Regions from separate parts of the Gossypium hirsutum genome. Here region 1 is linked to region 2. Evidence: chromatin contacts called from public Hi-C data. All regions are on one chromosome and are shown on one strand. The core of a region is the stretch at or near the end of the contact, and the rest is flanking DNA. Distances in the headings are between cores, read along the strand shown.

What was found. Hi-C and Micro-C count contacts between places; a contact is called where the count stands out from the background.
Region 1: a contact with region 2 is called in a Hi-C map of leaf, with 1.6 times the contacts expected there. The contact joins the promoter of LOC107889067 here to the promoter of LOC107889076 in region 2. A contact is called at or near these places in 3 of 34 Hi-C or Micro-C datasets (all in leaf).

What each region holds. Positions count from the first base shown.
Region 1 is chrA09:63,915,982-63,918,810 of Gossypium_hirsutum_v2.1, reverse strand. LOC107889067 (internal alternative NAD(P)H-ubiquinone oxidoreductase A1, mitochondrial) reads right to left here and starts at 1,334. Exons shown (of 8, transcript XM_016813367.2): 1 at 757-1,334. The coding sequence starts at 1,182.
Region 2 is chrA09:63,673,284-63,676,157 of Gossypium_hirsutum_v2.1, reverse strand. It overlaps LOC107889076 (superoxide dismutase [Cu-Zn], chloroplastic), which reads left to right and starts at 1,523. Exons shown (of 8, transcript NM_001326757.1): 1 at 1,523-1,785; 2 at 2,225-2,286; 3 at 2,387-2,426; 4 at 2,524-2,619; 5 at 2,707-2,738. The coding sequence starts at 1,527.

The sequences.
Region 1 (2,829 bases), core at 85-2,584, 240 kb before region 2:
GGGAAAATATTTTATCATTCAACTTGGTATTCCGATGCTGCCATCAATATCTTGGAATAAGATCCGCTCATATATAAAATATATTGTCACAATACTATTCTCAAATAATTGTCTGTAAAAATGAACTAAATTATATATGGTTCAACTCATAACGGTATCTTAAAATTTCAAGTCATCAAATTCAATTCTTCATTTCAAAGTCAATATTTTCCCATTTCAATCTTCCAATTAGGGCATAAATGAGATGTTTATGTTCATAAGTTAATTGAGTCTTACTCGAAAAATATTTGAATTTGATTCGGCAATTTTTAAAGCATATAAGCTATTGAACAAGTTGAGTTTAAGTAAGCTAATATTAGATTTGAGCAACTTGCGAGCTTAATGGAGTTTTTTTTATATGTTTATGATTTATCTTTAATGTTAAACTATTATTTTATTGTTTACATGTATACACTTAGAACCAAAGTTTAAATTTGTTATTTTACCATTAAAAAAATTATATATGAAAAAAGTTTACACTTGAGGTTGAGTTTATAAATTATGTAGACAAACCTAATTAAGTCAAGCTTAAATAGTACATTTTACTTTGAGTCAAGCTTAAGCATCTATAATGATATCTAATCAAGCTTGACTTGAGTTTTGAGTTTGAACTCCTCGTTGTTAGAGCTCAGCTCGACTCAAATACAATCCCACTTCCAGTAAAAGGGAATAGGAACTATTTTAACCCAATAAAAGGCAACATTTTGTTTCACATACCTCATGGTTCTCAGTGTTGACAGCTGTACAATTAGCAAGAAAAAAATAGGAGCCAGGTGCTGAAGAAATGGAGGGTTGAATCCTGGAAATGGGTTCAGCGACGGACCTGAACTCGAGAGTCCCAACACAAGTGGAAGCCAAGAGGGGAGTAAACACCATATGATTCCTAGGTGAAACGCAAACGATGTCATACAGCTTGGGGTCCAAGCCTTTCATTAGCCTGGAACCTGCCCAACCTGAGCCTAACACTACCACCCTTGGTTTCTCATCTGCTTTGGTGGGTCCAAGACCTGAAGGTTGAGCCGCAACTGGGGGTTGGTTGGCGGTGCTGAAATGGGATAAAGAAGTTAGTATAAGGTTAGTGGTGATGGGGCTCTTAGCTTTGGTAGCTGTCGAGATTTTGATGAAATTCCTACACCAAAACATGGCTGATTGATTATCACTGTTTCATAATTTCATTTTCTTTAAAAATGTTAAAAAGATTTGTTGGGGGCATTAAAGATGGGTTTTTCAAGGTCCAAAGATTGTGGATATATTTCAGATTTTCTGCGGAATTTATGAGTCTCAGAATTTTGAGTAAGATTTTTGTTCCACAAAAATAGGATTTACTAATGTGATGGGTTTGTGCCACGTGTCAATTGGCTAAACTTATCTTACAAAAAGGCAAAATTTTATTACTGAATTTTGTAAGAATAAATGCATTCATGCGAATTAATAAGATAATTATATTGGGAGCGATGAGATGACTGCAGTTTTTGATGAATAAAAAACTGGACAATAATCAGATTAGTGATCCAGAAATTGTAACCGAAGTTAAACCGGACAATAACCACTTTAATTAACTTATTATTTAATTATAATTGGTTACTAAATAATATGTATTCTATTTGTTTTAATTTTTTTTACCTTAATGTTTTTTTTTCATCGTTTTTAACTATTAAATTTATTTTTTTACCATTTTATCAAATTTTTTATTCTTATATATTTTTAAAAAAATTTAGAATTTAGTGTTTATACTTTTATTTTTTAAAATAGTTTTTTTACTATTTAGATTCCAATATTTAGATTCAGTTGTTAATACAGTTAAATTTTTTATTATTGTTAAATTCATATTAATTATAGCATATATATATTTTTTAAAAATTATATGACTACTAAATATTTTTCTTTTATTCCAAAAAGATAAATGCATTGCCACTAGGCCATAAACATCATATCTCTACCCATACCAGCATTTGTTAGAGCATACACAAAAGAATTAGTCTTACGAAGGACATGAACAAAGCACACCATCCTAAGATTAATTTTTGGAACCTAAAAATTAAAAAAAAAAAAGAGTTCATTAGAATTTTTTTTAAAACAATTGTGGTTCTAATTAAAAATTTTAAATTTTTTTGAGATTAATGAAAATTTTTAAATATTTTAAGTGAGTTTAATTAATTTTTAAAAAAAAATTAAAACCTATAATGAGAATTTTTAAATATTTAAAAAAATCTAATTGAAATTTTCTAAAAATTTAAAAAAAAATCATAATTTCTTAAAAAATTTTGGAACCAAGGATTTCTAGGCCCTTTAAACGGTCTGCCTCTCCACACCTTCCCAAACATCAAAATCAGATGATGAATACTATTGAACAACTCCCTAAATTTTCAAGTAGGGGTGAAGATAGGAAATTTTTTTGGGACAAAATTAAATTATATATTTTTATAATAGTAAACATGTAATTTTATCATTTTAATAGTCTATGTTTTTATAACTTTCAAAGGATTAAATTAAATTTTTATCATTTTTGAAGGGTTAAAGTACACTTTTATTATTACTAATTTAAAATTTTATAAATTATATAGAGAACTAAATAAAAGAAATTTCCGACCCTATCAGCTCCTCTTATCCAAGGTTGGTTATGAAGCAAGGAAACCCACACAAAAATAGTGGCGGAGTTAGATTAGATTATGAGTTTAAATTTGGAAACCATATTTAATAGTGAAATTTTAACAAAGTTTGAATGGAAAGGAGGTAAGAATAAGGGCACCACCTCTATTGGGTAATTTCTAAGAACACCTCTGCATCTGG
Region 2 (2,874 bases), core at 274-2,773:
CATTACGGCTCTTTGTCTAGGCAACGGGGACAACACCTCTTTCCTAGCATTGTTGTACAAGGGTGAACAAAATTTAATTAGACTCAATTCGAAAAAATTAAAAAAAATTTAAATTTCAAATTATTTGAATTGAATTAATCGAGTTTATCAATTTTTTTTTTGAATTTCAAATTCAAATCAAGTTAAAATTTTAATTTTAAAATAAATCAAATGAACTAAATATTAAACCCTTTTACTTTCTTTCTCCTAACCCCCTCGAACCTTTTACTTTCCTCAAATAAAATTTTATTTCCTCCAAATTTTACTTCTTCCTAAACTCTAATTTTTTTTCGAATTTATATATACTATTTATATTGTTGAATTAAATTCTACATTTTGTATTATTTATTTTATTGAATTATTTAATCATGTTGAATCTTTATTAGTTTATGTTAAAATTAAATTATTAATAATAAAATAAAATATTTTTATTAAAATTTTCTGTTGCTATCAATTTCACATTTTATTTATAAAATAAATTTTATTAAAAAATCATATTTTTTTCATTTAATGCATTTTTTAATTTCAAAATCATTACTTTTCGATGATAGAATAACTGTATAATCATTTTCTACAATGGCGGAACGTGATGGGTGCTAGGAAGGACCTTGAGCCCCTAAAAAATTTATTAAGCCCTTTAATGTTTTTGAAAATTCTAATTGAATCCTTAAAATTTGAAAATTTTGATTAATTCTCTGAAAATTTTTGGAAATTCTCGTTAACCCTAACATGTCCTGCCATTGATATTTGATTTATACTATTTCTATTTTCTTTTCGCTTGTGTATTTTTGTGTGGCATTTTGTTGATGCTTTGGATTACTTCAATCTGATATTTTTAACTTCTATAAGTCGGATTGATTGATTGTTGGTTTTGGGCCTTTTGTACATAAGATGAGACTTTTGAGCTTGAGTGGGGAATGAATTTTCATTCATTTAACCCCAACCCCCCCCCCAAAAAAAAAATAATAATAATAAAAACAAAGTAACAAGTTTGCCCAAGACTAAAAGGTAAAACTACAAAGAATCAACTAAAAAAGGGTGAAATTATAGGATTTTAAAGTCAACATTTAGTCTTTAATCTCAATAAGTTTACCTAATTTTGATCTTCACGATGATGTGGTACTTTAATATTGTGTTGCTCCATCAATTAATTTTTATAGGTGATAAGTGTTACTACATCACATGGATCAAAATTGATAAATTTCTTAAATTTTAAAACTAAAGTGAATAAAAATTATTAAATTCAAGGGCTAAATATTAGTTTATCCCAACATTTTAGTAGTTTTTGAACCGGTGCGGTTCCTCAACTTCGAGCAGCATCCACGGACCGGATCATAGCAGATCCAGACAGATATAAACCCAGCACTGTACAGTCTTAGCTATATCTCACGAGCAAAAGCAGCCACCACATCCTTGGCTCACGTTATCCCCCTCAAAATCCTCACTTTCACTCCCTCACAAACTGCAAAGCTGCGGCAATAGCAGCAATGGCTGCCCATATTTTCACGACAACCCCGTCCCACCTCGCTCTCTCTTTTCCATCCTCAACTAACCCTTCAAACCCACCGGTTCTTCTCTCCTCATTTCGTGGGGTCTCTCTTAAGCTCCCTCGTCAATCCCTCTCCCTTGCTGCTACTATTCCCAAGAAGCCCTTTTCTGTGTTTGCTGTTACCAAGAAAGCTGTCGCTGTTCTTAAAGGTAATTCGGAAGTTGAAGGCGTTGTCACGTTGACCCAGGAAAATGATGGTCCGTGTTTTTGCCCCCCTCTTTTCATCATTTTATTTACTTTCTAATGCATTTTGTGATTTGGGTTTTTTTTTCTTCTAGTGGGGAAATTTTGATTCTTTGGGATTTCCTTGTTTGTTTTAGAAGGATAAGAAGCCAAAGAAATGAAATGGGTACATTTTGCTGTTTGGGGTTTTTCTTATTGACGAATTCAATTCCAAGTTTGATACTTTAAGATTTGATTGAATCTTGTACAATTAGGGTGTATTAATTTTTGAATTTTGATGCCCAGAACATATTTAAGGAAATAAAGTCATTGTGGAACTGTACTTAACATGTTCTTTCTTTGCTGTTTAACATGGAAACTAAATGAAAAAATGTTAGCTTGTAGTTCTCTTATCTTTTTGGCAATCAAATTTTGTATCATCTGGGAATGCTTATTTGTTCTGTGGATGAATAGGTCCTACAACTGTGAATGTTCGAATTACTGGTCTTACTCCTGGGCCTCATGGCTTCCACCTAGTGAGTGTTTTCGGCTTAGCTGCTTGTTGTTAGTGGATTTGAGCGCATAAAAGTTCTCCGAACAATATGATTTTAATCTTCCTTTTCGTTTCTTGTGTAGCATGAGTATGGTGACACAACGAATGGGTGCATGTCTACAGGTATAACTTAGTGCGTTTGAATCAAATGATGTGCGTTCTTATTGCGATTTAGGTCATGTATGTATAAGTTCTTTATTTTAAAATTTTTAAATGACAGGAGCACATTTCAATCCTAACAATATGACACATGGTGCTCCTGAGGATGAAGTACGCCATGCGGGTGACCTGGGAAACATAATTGCTAATGCTGATGGTAATACATTCTTAATTTTTTTTTTCCTATTTTAAATTTGTCTATGCACCAATTAACTTTATTCATTGCCTATGTCTGGTAATGCAGGAGTGGCAGAGGCAACAATTGTGGACAATCAGGTGATGTTCAATAACTCGTGTTTCTTTCTGTGCAAATCTCTGTGCATTCATTTTCTCTTATGTGTCTGCATGAATAATTTCCCTTTTCAATGTGATCCAGTATACTTTCTCAGTTGCTAAACTATGACTCTCTTGT